Linked DNA regions of Salmo salar: region 1 is linked to region 2. A link is a contact called in public Hi-C data. All regions are on one chromosome and are shown on one strand. Each heading gives the region's core, a stretch centred on a gene start, on an enhancer-like site or on the middle of the called end of the contact. The rest is flanking DNA. Distances are from core to core; before and after follow the strand shown.

Region 1 (6,629 bases), core at 396-2,895, 89 kb after region 2:
GGCTAGGGTAGTAAGTGCCAGGCGCACAGGTTTGTTTCAAAAACTACAATGCTGCTGGGTTTTCACGCTCAAGAGTTTCCTGTGTGTATCAAGAATGGTCCACCACCCAAAGGCCTTCCAGTCAATTTGACACAACTGTGGGAAGCATTGGAGTCAACATGGGCCAGCATCTGCTTTCAGACTTTATAGAGCATGCCCCGACGAATTGAGTCCGTTCTGAGGGCAAAATGGGGGGTGTAACTCAATATTTGTAAGGTGTTCTGACTTCAGTCGGTTACAGTCGGCTGAGGCGGGCTTTAGAGCGTGAGGAGGTGTGACAGATACTGTAATATCTTATTGGCCAGACATGCTAGACAAACAGCCTGAATATCAAATCAGGAACACTAAAATATGATATCGTTAATATCCAGACATTCCCACCGCATCATGCGTAATGTAGCCTAGCCTACGCATAAATCAACGTGATATCGGGCAATTCAAAGCAGAGATTACACCTACCCATCCCCCGTTCTCTTGAATCCAGCTGTGCAGCGGTCCATTTAGATACTCCGTCATCCACCCGGCGATGTGGTCAACCTGCGACGTCATTTCCTTGTTCACGCATTCCACACATATTGTGCCCCCGAACTCGAAGAAGGCGACAATTCGTCCCCAGTTAACCCCGTCCCTGAACAGCTCGTCTATCACCTCTCTGAATCTCCTTTCTGCCATAGAAGACGTGAGATACAATTGGTGTGACATCTCCGCAAAGTCGGGCTGGTACAGTCGTTCGAGTTCGTCCCCGGCCTCACGCAAAACTCTGTGAATAGCTGCATGCGGGTCCGTTTGGGAGAGCCGTTTGGAAAGATGGGGGACGCTGCCCGGTCTGGCGTTATTGGCCCCGTGGCACCGCCGTGCCAAACCAGGCGGAGGAGAAATCATCGACCCATTATTATCAGCATCTTCCTCATCCTCGGCATTCTCGAAATCCCACGCATATCCCCTTTTCAAGAGTTTGTGACAAATGTACTTTTCCACTATACAGCGGTTGTCGTCGTTTGCCATTATGATTGGCACTGATAATGACCTCCACAATCCTAGTTTTTAAGAATAATACATCGTACTTATAAACATGCACTGCTCCGCGCAATACATCAGATCAAACGAAAAGTGTATTTCTGAGAAAAGGCGCTGGTCAAGTTTATCGGATACTATCGAACCGTGCAGAACGAAACACGGGAGCGATGTGCGTGGATTGAAAAACTGTCCCTTCACCCAACTAGGCTGAAACCGTGAAAAAGTCCAAGTATATCCACGTAAGAATATCAAAATGTTTCCCAAATTGTGCTGTCAAAAGGAAATATTCGAAGCCTTGCTCAAAAAGTGGCTAGTGTTATCTGTAGACTCCCAAATCCAGACAACCAGAAATACGGAAGAGATTCAAATATTCTCGATATGCACATAATGTAGCCTACACTACAAAAATAAATACATGACCGAAAAACCACATGAGAAGATCAACGTCGCATGCATCCAGAATATGATACCGCAAACTATCCTAGCGCCTTGTTACGCGTACGGAGAGCCATTTCGAGGGACTGTGCAGTGAAGACTGTATCCCACAATAATATTGCTGCCTGTGTTCCAGCTACACACTGAGGGTTGGATGAACATTCTTTGCTGCTTTGCTGGTGAGGTATTTCTTACGTCACCCATACAAAGTTATCACTTGTGCATTTGGAAATTGCAAGTAGGCCTATGTGTCCTTCCTATTTGGTTACGTTTGATCTGTAGAGAAATTTATGCCATGATAGGCATGATAGGATTTTAACCTTTAATTCTTATCTAATGCAGAAAATGGTGCTATAACCCTAACATTTCCCCAATATTTTATGGCTCGAAATATGATGAATAGCCATTTTAACTATTACAAACAGTAGCCTATCAATTCGGATCAAGTTGTAGAAATTGATGAACCTTGCCTTATTTGAAGAATTGGGAGCTTCAAGCTTGCTTTCTTTAGCCCTGCCTGATTAATAATTGCTGAGCCCTTACTAGACAGGACTACACCATTCTGATTCCCCATGAGGGGACTGCTTTTATCTAGCATCCTTATGGACATCCATCCATCTCATTGGTGGACATATATTTTGATGTTCTCTGCGTTTTTCTCTCTCTTTCAGTGTGTCTGTGTATATCTCGCTCAGTCTCTCTACCTGCCTATATCTTCTACACATTCTCTGACAGGGCAACGCAGCCTCTAAATCCCCATGCAGTCTTCCTGCTGATCTGAGGGCACTATACAATAGCTAGTGTCTGCCCAGGCTGTTCTGTTCCCATTATGGAAGATGAAAGCCTTCTCAAACAGAACACGTAAAACTTAACACCTGCCCCCCAACACGCACCTACTGTACATCAAAACTGTATAATGGTATGGAGTGGCACAGAACACCCACTCCACTCAGCTTCTGAATACACAGGAGTCAGGATTGATCAACTGTAGCCATAGTCCAACCCTCAGCAACTGAATAATGTAAGGTCAGAATTCAGCAAACACAGCTACACATACAGTATAGGTTATACAGAATCACACAAAAGTTATTGAAAACAATAGGAGACTAAACATAGTTGTGTTTTAAAAGGCCTGCATCAACAGTACTGAGAGCAGACAAAAACAGAGGGCATTTAGCAGAGGAAATGTCATTTTCCAAAGTTATTTATTTAGTTTTATCATGTAAGAAAATAAGACAAAGCAACATTGTTCTACTCCTTACATTTTTCTTTTCAATGGCACACAAGGTGAAATTCGTACACATTTGGCCAAAACAAAATGAAACACAACCAATAACATAGGAACACAAGCAGAATGATAATATTCAGTAGCACTGTACTTAAACATTTTATAATCTTCTTTTAAATATCTCTGGACAACACCAACAAATGGGAAAACTAGAGTGTGAGTGAGCGGTTTAACAATGGTACAACTTGTTGTAGTGTTTTAACATATCGTAAGCATAGGCGTGATTTGCAAAGCTTAAAATGTGTTCAAACAAAATATATTTTTCCATGAGCTACATATTATATCAAATGTCTATAAACTTCAACATATATGTGTTGCTACCTAAAGATGAAAGTGAGTCAAAGCTAACAATGTACAGATGAGGAAATGACAGGTATCGACAAACTAAGCGCTGGACAGTGACAAATGTGCCTTGAACCAATGTCAAATGAGAACCTCAGAGTTGAATCATCCGTTCTCACTTTCTTATTTTGGGTTTGAGTAAGGCCTTTTTGTACAAAAACTAAACTGAAATTGACAAAGAAAATACACCAAAACAGTTGGCATTTTCGCAGAAAAATCGAATGAACTGGTAAACCACAAGCGGCTTAAGCCACATTATTTTCTGTGAATAAATTCCATTATTTTAGCATTAACATCATTCGTAGTTCTCTCTTAAGGCTTGGAATGGGTCCCCACAATTGTAGTGCTTGGCTGAACTACAAACTGTTTCTAGGATAGTACAGACCAGCAACATCAAACAAAATAAATCTCAAGTAGTTACATTGCATTTACAGAAATGGTCTCTTAATACATTTTGGCATTCAAATATTGGCGGATAAAAAAAAAGTATACTTTCTGATTCGTAGCCTATGGTTTGCATTAAAGTTCAGTACATTCTCCCCACAGTTGATGGATGGAAGGAAGACTTGCATGAGTTCACATTTTATCTTTTCTCTCCCCAATAAGCAGAATGTTGAGAAGGTAAGAAGGTAAGGTAAATACGAGATGTTTAAAAGGCTTGGAGTTAGAGGACTTCAGGAAGGAACTGTTAATACTTACTGAGACAAATTACACTCAGTTAAGAGAGTAAGAGAGTATAGGATAGTGTCCACGGTGACTGTGGATGAAATGTAAAATTAGACAGTACAATAGCACACATAGTTCCTTCATGTTGCTCTGCACAGACTGAGTTTGCCAGTCCCTCTTAATCTCTTGGCCGCTATATAAAATAGAGCTCTAGTGCCCTCTCTAGGACTGAAGGGTCTTTGCTGGAACCTGCGAGTCACACCCCACGCCTTGTCTAGACACCACCCCATCACTTTAAATCACAGACCCCTACTTGGATGCTACGTGGCAAAATATGTGCACAGATCACACATACACAGAGATCAACAACTGATAAGACATCATAGGAAGACAGGAAATAGTGAATGAGGCTGGCATCAGATGTTAGCGGATTTGTTCTCATACTACATCGCACAACTGTCCTATGCCTACTTTTTACATACCGCTTCTACCTCAGGTAAGAAACACAAGTAAAATGTGAAAGTGGCATGCAAATAAGAGGAATATAGGTTTTTCTTTTTTCCCCAGCCAGCACCAGTGTCCAATGGCTTCTCTTTCTCCCTGGAGTAGGTTTGGTCAGTGTACAGTCATTTAAACACATTGTAACACTGCATTAAAATCTTTTCCCTCGGCTTCTTCACACGGCTCCTACACAGCACACACATTCTCTCGTACTTGCACATACAATCATTTTACCTAAAAATGCCTTGGATGATAATTTCCGGGAAGCAAATTTAAATTTTTGCTTTGCCCCCTCTCATCACTGTTAAATCCCATCTAAGCTCTGTTAATGCATCCACAGCACGGGCCAATACATCACTCTACATAAGCAGCACATGGAAGGGCACAGGGTGACACAGAGGGAATAAAGAGAAGCTTTGCCTGCAAAGCTTGGGAAGGAAGGAGGAACACATTTGGTGAAAATAACAGTAGTTTGACGTGATAAAGATAGCTTACTCAAAATGGTCTGTATGACACATGGTTAGTTAGTGTTCTTGTTTCTTCTGATTCTTGGGAAGGGATTGCAGGTCAACATGCTGACATAACCAGTCAGACTGGCAATCCCTTACTTTCCACTCTGCATGGAAAAAATAGGAGGATAGGGTGGCCCAAAAGTAGGCTAACGTTTCAGGTGTTGACAAGGCCTACTTTAACAGCAAGCTAGTAGTGTTTAGTCTGCCCTCATAGACCCTTGGGTAAAGCAGCCTTAACAATAAAAGCAGGTATACAGTTACAATTAAAACGTTTCACAGAGCACTTGAGTAAACAATATCACTGGAATGATGAAAAAATGTGGACAAACAATTGAGTGCCAAGAATTGTATGTGTTACATAATAAGTAACAGGACACCCGCCATTTTCTTTACTTCGGTATTATCACTGGCGCACGAGCTATCTGGCCATTTAGCCTGTCCAGGGTTGTGCCCTCTAAGGAATGGAGGGGAGAGAGGAGAGGAGAGGAGGGCTGGCTGGGGTGAGTTCTCCAGTGGCTATAATAGTGGAGGATAGAGGCGGGGGGTTGTTACTCCCTCTTGTCCGCTGCTTTGGCCTGCTCCCTCTGGATCATACAGCGACGCACAATGCTGTCGAAACTCCCCAGGTAGAACAGAGCAATGGTCCGGAACAGCCCCATGGTTACAATCTGCACAGAGATCAGAGGCCACATTAACAATTTGGGCTCTAGACACTAACAGACAGTTTTGGGACAATCTATTATTATGTTATAACCATAGAATTGTCATATTTCTATCTCTATGGTTACAATAGATGTGTAATAGATACCAAAGCCATTTTGTAAGTTGATAGTTAAGGTTCAGTTAACACATGTTTACCAAAATAGTAATATTTGGGGTGTGTTGTAGTGGGACAGTGACAGTGCTGTTCCTGTCCTGTAGTTACCTGCTGGAGGCCCTCTGTGATGGAGGTGACTGGTGACATTCCACAGGTGAGAGCTGAGAGCATGTAGCCGTCAGGCCCCACAGAGCTGTTAAAGTTCCCCTGCTGTGGGGGGCACAAAGACATGACCGTCAGAAAAACTGCTTTATCACACTTTTAGAGAGCAATTCTCTCTGTGTTTCTGACTGGAAGGTATTTATTGATGAAGGTTTTTATGTAGGCCTGAGGCCTGCTGAATTTCATAGTGACATTTGCTGAGAATGCAATGTCTTACCACTGCATCCTTGACAACGATCTTAGCCACCTGCTCGGGCTGAGTCACCCCAGATGTCTCAGAGATCAGCCTAGTCTCTAAAGGCTATGGAAGGACGAAGAGACAAAATATAACATGAGGCGTTAGAATAAAAGACAAAATATGAGAGAGTTTCCACTTTCCCCTTTTCATGAGGAGACTCACCTTTGTCCTATTCTCCTCTGCTAGTCCTGGAGTGTCAGTGTCAGGGGGGTAGGCCACCGTTACATAAATGTTATATGGCTTCATCTGCAGGGACGAGTAGAGGAAAGAGTGCTTTCATCCTTAAAGAGACTTATCCACATTTTTATGTTGTGAATTTGACCTATTGTTCCCCAATGTGGGCAGGAAAAGGAACTATTGTATACTACTCACCTCCATCTGCAGGGACTCAGCCAGACCACGTAGGGCAAATTTGGACGGAGAGTAGGCTGTGTAGCCGAACAGGCCGATCTGGCCAGCCTGGGAGGAGATAAACATGATGCGTCCCATCCTACGCTCCTTCATTGTGGTGATTACAGCCCGTGTGGGATACACACTGCCCAGGTAGTTCACCTCCATCATACTCTGTTATAGACAAGGGAAGGATCACAAAAAGTTATGAATGTATTATTA
Region 2 (6,771 bases), core at 687-3,186:
GAAAGGTAATACAAATAAATGTATTTCAAAGAGCCGACTGGTTTCCTGTATTTGCTGAAAAACCTCAAGGCAGGAAGTTATCAGCATTATTGTGGTCTTAGACTTTGAGTTTGACAGAATTATCAATGACTGAATTATGTGCAGACACACTGTAATAATATGGAATAAATACCATAGCAAACACCGATAGCTCATCAAAAGAAAACGGTCACAAAATGGTAAGACCCTAGACAGTCCTAGCGCATTAGTGCTAAAAAGCCCTGCCAGAGCTGTAGGGGGCAGCAGTCCCCTTCTGGAAAGCAAACACAATGCAAACATCTATCTTTTTGCCATGTCCTGAGAGCCCAGTGACCCATCATGACCAAGACCATTCTGGGTCTTAAGTTTAGAGAGGGCCATACAGTATTATTAGAGGACTGCAGACAGATGTGCTTCCTTCCTTATTTAGACTCTTATCAGTTTCAACAACTTCCTGTTGGGGTTAAAAGAAAGAAAGTGACAACATAGAGGGCTTTGTTTAGCTTATGTTTTCTGGCCTTCATGGGTGGACTCTAAAGCCAGAATGCCATATTGTGTTGCTGGCCTCTGGGATTCATTGAACTAGTCCAAGCACATGTTTTCTAGCTAATATCCATAGAAGTATGAATTATTAGGACTTAAGGATTAAATTTACATTGTGAATGATACTATTGCATGTGACCACCAAAGTTAAGAGTCAACACGCAACCCTGTTAGTAATGTTGCTTAGTATTTACTCTTTAAAACATTACAAAGGCCTTGGACTACAGACACAGTACTAAAGGAAACTGTAGATTTAAAAATAAATGAACAGTTATGACTGTTTAAACCAGTGTCATGATTATGACTGTGTTATGTAGCCTTTGACTTTAGGTTTCACGTTAACTGTTACCAAATTAATGATTGGTTGGAAGTGATTTGTTAGTTAACCGAAGGACTTAAGCTCTTCAGTCTCAGTACTTGTATAGTTAATGGTCTAATTAAAATCAATCTGTTGTGCATAGAAATACTTTGGTTAAAACACCTAAAAGGGGAGTCATTTTCCCTGGCTGGTGTTCACCCATTCTTCCCAGTTCCTATGAAGAGTTGTTTGGCAGCTTATAACGGAACGCTCCGTCTGGGGCCAGGCCTTAGCTTGGGGCAAGCTCTGTTTTTTTCCTGAAGATTAATATGGGTCACCAACAGTACTGAAACTCATACACTGACTGGGGCCACAACTGTTGAAGGTTCATGGTGTATTTAAACCATTGTTGTCATCGAGCATCAGTTGCCACAAGGGTGTGCTATGCCCTGTTAATTGAATGTTCTCTTCCATCCATCACAGTTATGAGAAATTGTTTGGGGCTTGGATGTCAAGAATTCAATATTTTCAACAGGGGTTTATATGCATGGCATCTATTGACTTTTTGTTTTTATACTATAATATAATAAGCTATTTGTACTTCAAGGTAATTTCAACATTCATGGCTTCATCTGGAAATGTCCAGACAGACTCGAACAAAGCTCTTCAGACATGCAGGCGCACCCCCCAACCTGCATTCTGTGTGTGTGGTCAGTAAATTAAGGAAGTGGGTAGTTTTTTTTACAAATTGAGGTCAGGGCTTTGTGTTGGCCAATCCAATACCTTGACTTTGTTGTCCTTAAGCCAAGAGAAGTCTAGAGAAAGAAAAGGAAATGCTCAGATTTTTTTATCCCTAGTTTATGTAACCCCAGCGTAAAAACAATTGAGGTGTCATAGGAGCAGGTCAAAGTTAACACTGACTGCATCTCCACATTCATGCTCTGCTGAACTGTTTGACTTGTTTGGGCTGCTCAGTTGCATAACCATTTTAATGGATCTGGGGTAGTGTAGAAGCCAGTCAGTCATACCTAACTGGGTCATCACAGGGTGTGTGGTGGTGGGAGGGTGTGTGGAACCCATCTGATCAGATGACTCCACAGCCGCCAGGCCAGACCAGGGAAAGACCTTGGGGGCGTCCCTTCAGTCAGCTGAGGATGGTTGAGGTGATCTGGGGCTGGGATCAGCACTTTTTAAAGGTCAGTCTTCCTGAGTTAGCTACAGTACTGGGACAGTGAACTGACCTAGCTGTCGCTCTGCGAGGCAGAATGTTCCACTAGAAGTACATACAGTGCCTTCAGAAAGTATTCACACCCCTTTACTTTTTCCACATGTTGATGTAATACAGCCTGAAATTAAAATGGATTACGTTTGGGGGTTTTTGTCACTGGCCTACACACAACACCCCATAATGTCAAAGTGGAATTGTTTTTCATTTTTTTTAACAAATTTAATAAAAAATGAAAAGCTGTAATGTTTAGAGTCAATATGTATTCAACCCTTTTGCTATGGCAAACCTAAAGTTCAGGAATAAAAATTGAACAGGTTGCATGGACTCACTCTGTGTGCAATAAAAGTGTTTAACATAATTTTTTTTGATTGACTACCTCATCTCTGTACCCCACACATACACTCTGTACCCCATTATCTGTAAGGTCTTTCTGTCGAGCAGTGAATTTCAAACACAGATTCAACCATAAAGACCAGAGGGCACCTATTGGTAGATGGGTATAAAAAAATATATATAAAAAAAAAGCCGACATTGAATATTCCTTTGAGCTTGGTGAAGTTGTTAATTCCACTTTGGATGGTGTATCAGTACACCCAGTCACTACAGCGATACAGGCGTCCTTCCTAATTCACTTGGAAACTGCTCCGGGATTTCACCATGATGCCAATGGTGACTTTAAAACAGAGTTGAATGGCTTTGATAGGAGAACTAAGGATGGATCAACATTTTAGTTACTCCACAATACTAACCTAATTGACCGAGTGAAAAGGAAGCCTGTATAGAATAAAAATATTCCAAAACATTTTGTTTGCAACAAGACTCTAAAGTAATACTGCAAAGAATGTGGCAAATCAAATGACACTTTGTATTCAGGACAAAGTGTATGTTTAGGGCAAATACAACACATCACTGAGTACCACTCTATATTTTCAAGCATAGTGGTGGCTGCATCATGTATGGGTATGCTTGTAATCGTGAAGGACTGGGGAGTTTTTCAGATAAAAATAAATAAATAATAATAAATGGAATGGAGCTAAGCACAGGCCAAATCCTGGTGGAAAACCTGCTTCAGTCTGCTTTCCACCAGTTATGGGGAGATTAATTCACCTTTCAGCAAGACAATAACCTAAAACACAAGGCCGAATCTACGCTGTAGTTGCTTACCAAGAAGACAGTGAATGATCCTGAGTGGCCGAGTTAGTTTTCACTTAAATCTATGGCAAGATCTGAAAAAGGGTTCTCTGGCAATGATCAACAACTAATTTGACAGCGCTTGAATTTTGAAAAGAATATTGTGCAAATGTTTCACAATCCAGGTGTGGAAAGCTCTTGGACTTATCCAGAAAGACTCACAGCTGTAATCACTTCCATAGGTGCTTCTACAAAGTAATGTGAATACTTAAGTAAATGAGATATTTCTGTATTTAATTTTCAATAAATTACCAAAAATGTCTAATGTTTTCACTTTGTCGTTATGGGGTATTGTGTGTAGATGGGTAAGAAACGTCTATTTAAATTCAGTCTGTAACACAACAAAATGTGAAATAAGTCAAGGGGTATGAATACTTGCTGAAGGCACTCTTATGACACCTTTTGGTTTTTATATAGATCAGGGATGAGCAACTTTGATGGGGGTGGGGGCCACAAAAACGATTTATCATGAGGGGCTGCAGTGTCCCCCTCCCACATTTTAGCAGCCCCCCTTGTGACAGCGAAGGTAAAAAAAAAAAAACAACAACGCTGTTTTCAAGTTCAGTCAATTATGCACATTTTGCAATGGGGCGTAGAGAAAATGTTGCAGTTTTAAAGCAAGTTTGCTGCAATTCTACACGTTTTGCCCAAGGGTGGAGGCAAGTGTTTGCTGTGTTCTTATATGATAGCTGATGATCAATGGGCCCACCCCGGTTGGTAATTCAACATTGCTTACCACAAGTTTACATAGCTATACTAACTTGGTATAAAAATATTTTAAAGTACTACTTAAGTTGTTTTTTGGGGGGGTATCTGTACTTTACTATTTTTTTTTGACTACTTTTACTTCACTACATTCCTTAAGAAAATATTGTACTTTACTCCATACATTTCCCTTGACACCCAAAAGTACTCGTTACAATTTGAATGCTTAGCAGGACAGGAAAATAGTACAATTCATGCACTTATCAACCAAACATCCCTGGTCATCCCTACTGCCTCTGATCTGGTGGACTCACTAAACACACACATGCTTTGGCTTTCTGTAAAAAAAGAAAATGGTACCATCTGGTATCTTTACTTTTACTCAAGTATGGCAGTTGCGTACTTTTCCCACCACTGCTTACCAATCTAAAACAATTTAGCTGACATGGACAAATTGAGTGACTGCTGATGCACAACAACATTTCGAAATAACACCTTGTGTATTCTATTATTGTAACTTATTTTTTTGTGAAATTGATCCACGTGCCTACATAAGGGGGGGCTTGCGGGCCGCCAGTAGCCCGTCCCTGATTTAGATATAGTGTTATGAGTATGTACACGTGAAGACCGAGACAGATGTGAGTGATGATTTGAACGTGTTCTTTGGGGTTAAGGGGGACGCAGACACTTAGCCAATCACTTTGTGTGTCCCTCCCGGGCTGGCCTCCTTTTACAGGCTGCTGAAACGCGTACTATTTTAGACGCCACCCACAGCTGCACCTGCCGCCACTACTAGAGCTCTGCAGAGAGAGGAGCAAAATAGAGCCGAGCGCGAGAGACAGTCTAACCAGAACAGAACAGAAGGAGAGGAGGAGCAGAGTGAAATTCAGCAGAACGAGAGAGTGAGTGAGCGAGAGGAAGAGAGCCTGTGTGTGCTGTGCTAAACTGTGCTACGCTGTGCATCATCACTTGGGAGTGTTGGACCTAGTCTCACATAGGACGTGTGGAAATTCTATCTTTCTTTCCCTGCTTGTGAGCTGCCACAGACACCAATACCCTGAGAGCTTTCTGGACTCACTGAGACATTTTAATGAATGAGCTTACAGAAATAAGAAAATATCAGAAGAGATCCTTAACTTTCCAAGAAATGCAAGCATGAAGACCAACCATGTCTAAATGACAGATGGCACATCAATGGGAAGGAGAAGAGGCATCTCTTAACAGATCTACTCAGGAGAACAAAGACGACCTTCATCTAAGATAGCCCATTGACTGAAGAGGACCCTCCAATCCAAAGCACATCCTGCTAGGAAAGGTTCAGCTCTTTCCAGAAGACCAACACAAGGCCATCTAGAGCTAGAAGAGTAGCCTTTCTCATGAGACTTTCAATAAGCTTGTGACTGGTTGGGAAAGACCCTTCCCTGGACATATCTTTAATTTCATTTTGGCACAGATCTTGTAATCTTTAACACATTTAGTTTTATTCTATTTATAAACATGGATCAGACGGAGTAGCTATTTCGTCACACATTTGGGTAGTGGTGCCCTACAGTTGTGACTCGTCCCGGATGGTCATGGTCCATATTGGGTGTTGAAACCATCGCTTTAACCCGCTGGTGTCCATGAAGAGGTTCGGCAGCCTGAGGAGGAGTAAGAAGCGGAAGGAGCAGGACCTGCTAGCGGCAGGAAGACACCAGTCAGAGCCATCATGTCTGCCTGGTAATGTCTGTGCTCACATGATCACACTACTTCAAGTGTCTATAAAAGTGTGTAACTGCGGAGTATATGATGGGCCACAAGCCCTAAGACAGTGCATGTTGAACGGAGAGGAGAAAGAAACACAAGGAAATCAAGCTGCAGTGGCAGCTGTACAGAACTCATCCAAAGGGCTTTGACTTCTCAAACAAGGCAGAACGCCAGTAGTGGTGTGTGGGTAAAATCACTAGGGAAGCCTAGCCATGGGGAAAAAGTAATATTACAACATGTGTTGTGATAATTGCGTTGTTTGCTCTGTAACCGGTTAGTTCATATATATATATCACACACACTACTGTTCAAAAGTTTGGGTCAATTAGAAATGTCCTTGATTTTGAAAGAAAAGCCCAAAAAATTGGTCCATTAAAATAACATCAAATTGATCAGAAATACAGTGTAGACATTGTTAATGTTGTAAATTACTATTGGGGGGGGGGGGGGGGGTTAATGGAATATCTACATAGGCATACAGAGGCCCAGTATCTGCAACCATCACTCCTGTGTTCCAATGGAACGTTGTCAGCTAATCCAAGTTTACCATTTTTAAAAGGCTAATTGATCATTAGAAAACCCTTTTGCAATTATGTTAGCGGAGCTGAAAACTGTTCTGATTAAAGAAGCAATAAAACTGGCCTTCTTTAGACTAGTTGAGTATCTGGAGCATCAGCATTTGTGGGTTCGATTACAGGCTAAAAATGGCCAGAAACAAAGAACTATCTTCTGAAACTCGTCAGTCTATTCTTGTTCTGAGAAATGAAGGCTTTTCCATGTGAGAAATTGCCAAGAAACTGAAGATCTGGTACAACGCTGTGTACTATTCCCTTCACATAACAGCGCAAACTGGCTCTAACCAGAGTGGAAAGAGGAGTGTGAGGCTGCTTCAATAAATGGTACCCGCAAAACGCCAGTCTCAACATCAACAGTGAATAGGCGACTCCAGGATGCTGGCCTTCTAAGCAGAATTGCAAAGAAAAAGCCATATCTCAGACTGCCCAATAAAAAGAAAAGATTAAGATGGGCAAAAGAACACAGA

Evidence for each region. Hi-C and Micro-C count contacts between places; a contact is called where the count stands out from the background.
Region 1: a Hi-C map of muscle shows a contact between it and region 2, with 4 times the contacts expected there. The contact joins the promoter of LOC106569189 here to the enhancer-like site in region 2. A contact is called at or near these places in 2 of 3 Hi-C or Micro-C datasets (gill and muscle).

Annotation. Positions count from the first base shown.
Region 1 is chrssa14:27,275,116-27,281,744 of Ssal_v3.1, forward strand. LOC106569189 (apoptosis regulator Bcl-2) reads right to left here and starts at 1,646. Exons shown (of 3, transcript XM_014140280.2): 1 at 499-1,646. The coding sequence starts at 1,044. LOC106569188 (3-ketodihydrosphingosine reductase) reads right to left here. Exons shown (of 10, transcript XM_014140279.2): 6 at 6,390-6,581; 7 at 6,180-6,263; 8 at 5,997-6,080; 9 at 5,726-5,827; 10 at 2,680-5,468. The coding sequence ends at 5,349.
Region 2 is chrssa14:27,185,990-27,192,760 of Ssal_v3.1, forward strand. LOC106569190 (5'-AMP-activated protein kinase subunit gamma-2) reads left to right here. Exons shown (of 16, transcript XR_001320451.2): 3 at 1-5. Among protein-coding and RNA genes, the nearest start is that of LOC106569190, 15 kb to the left of the region's middle. Within about 2 kb of position 1,937, at least 1 of the 13 cell types and tissues checked has an H3K27ac peak or open chromatin away from gene starts, as enhancers often do. A contact at or near this core is called in muscle, where this site is marked.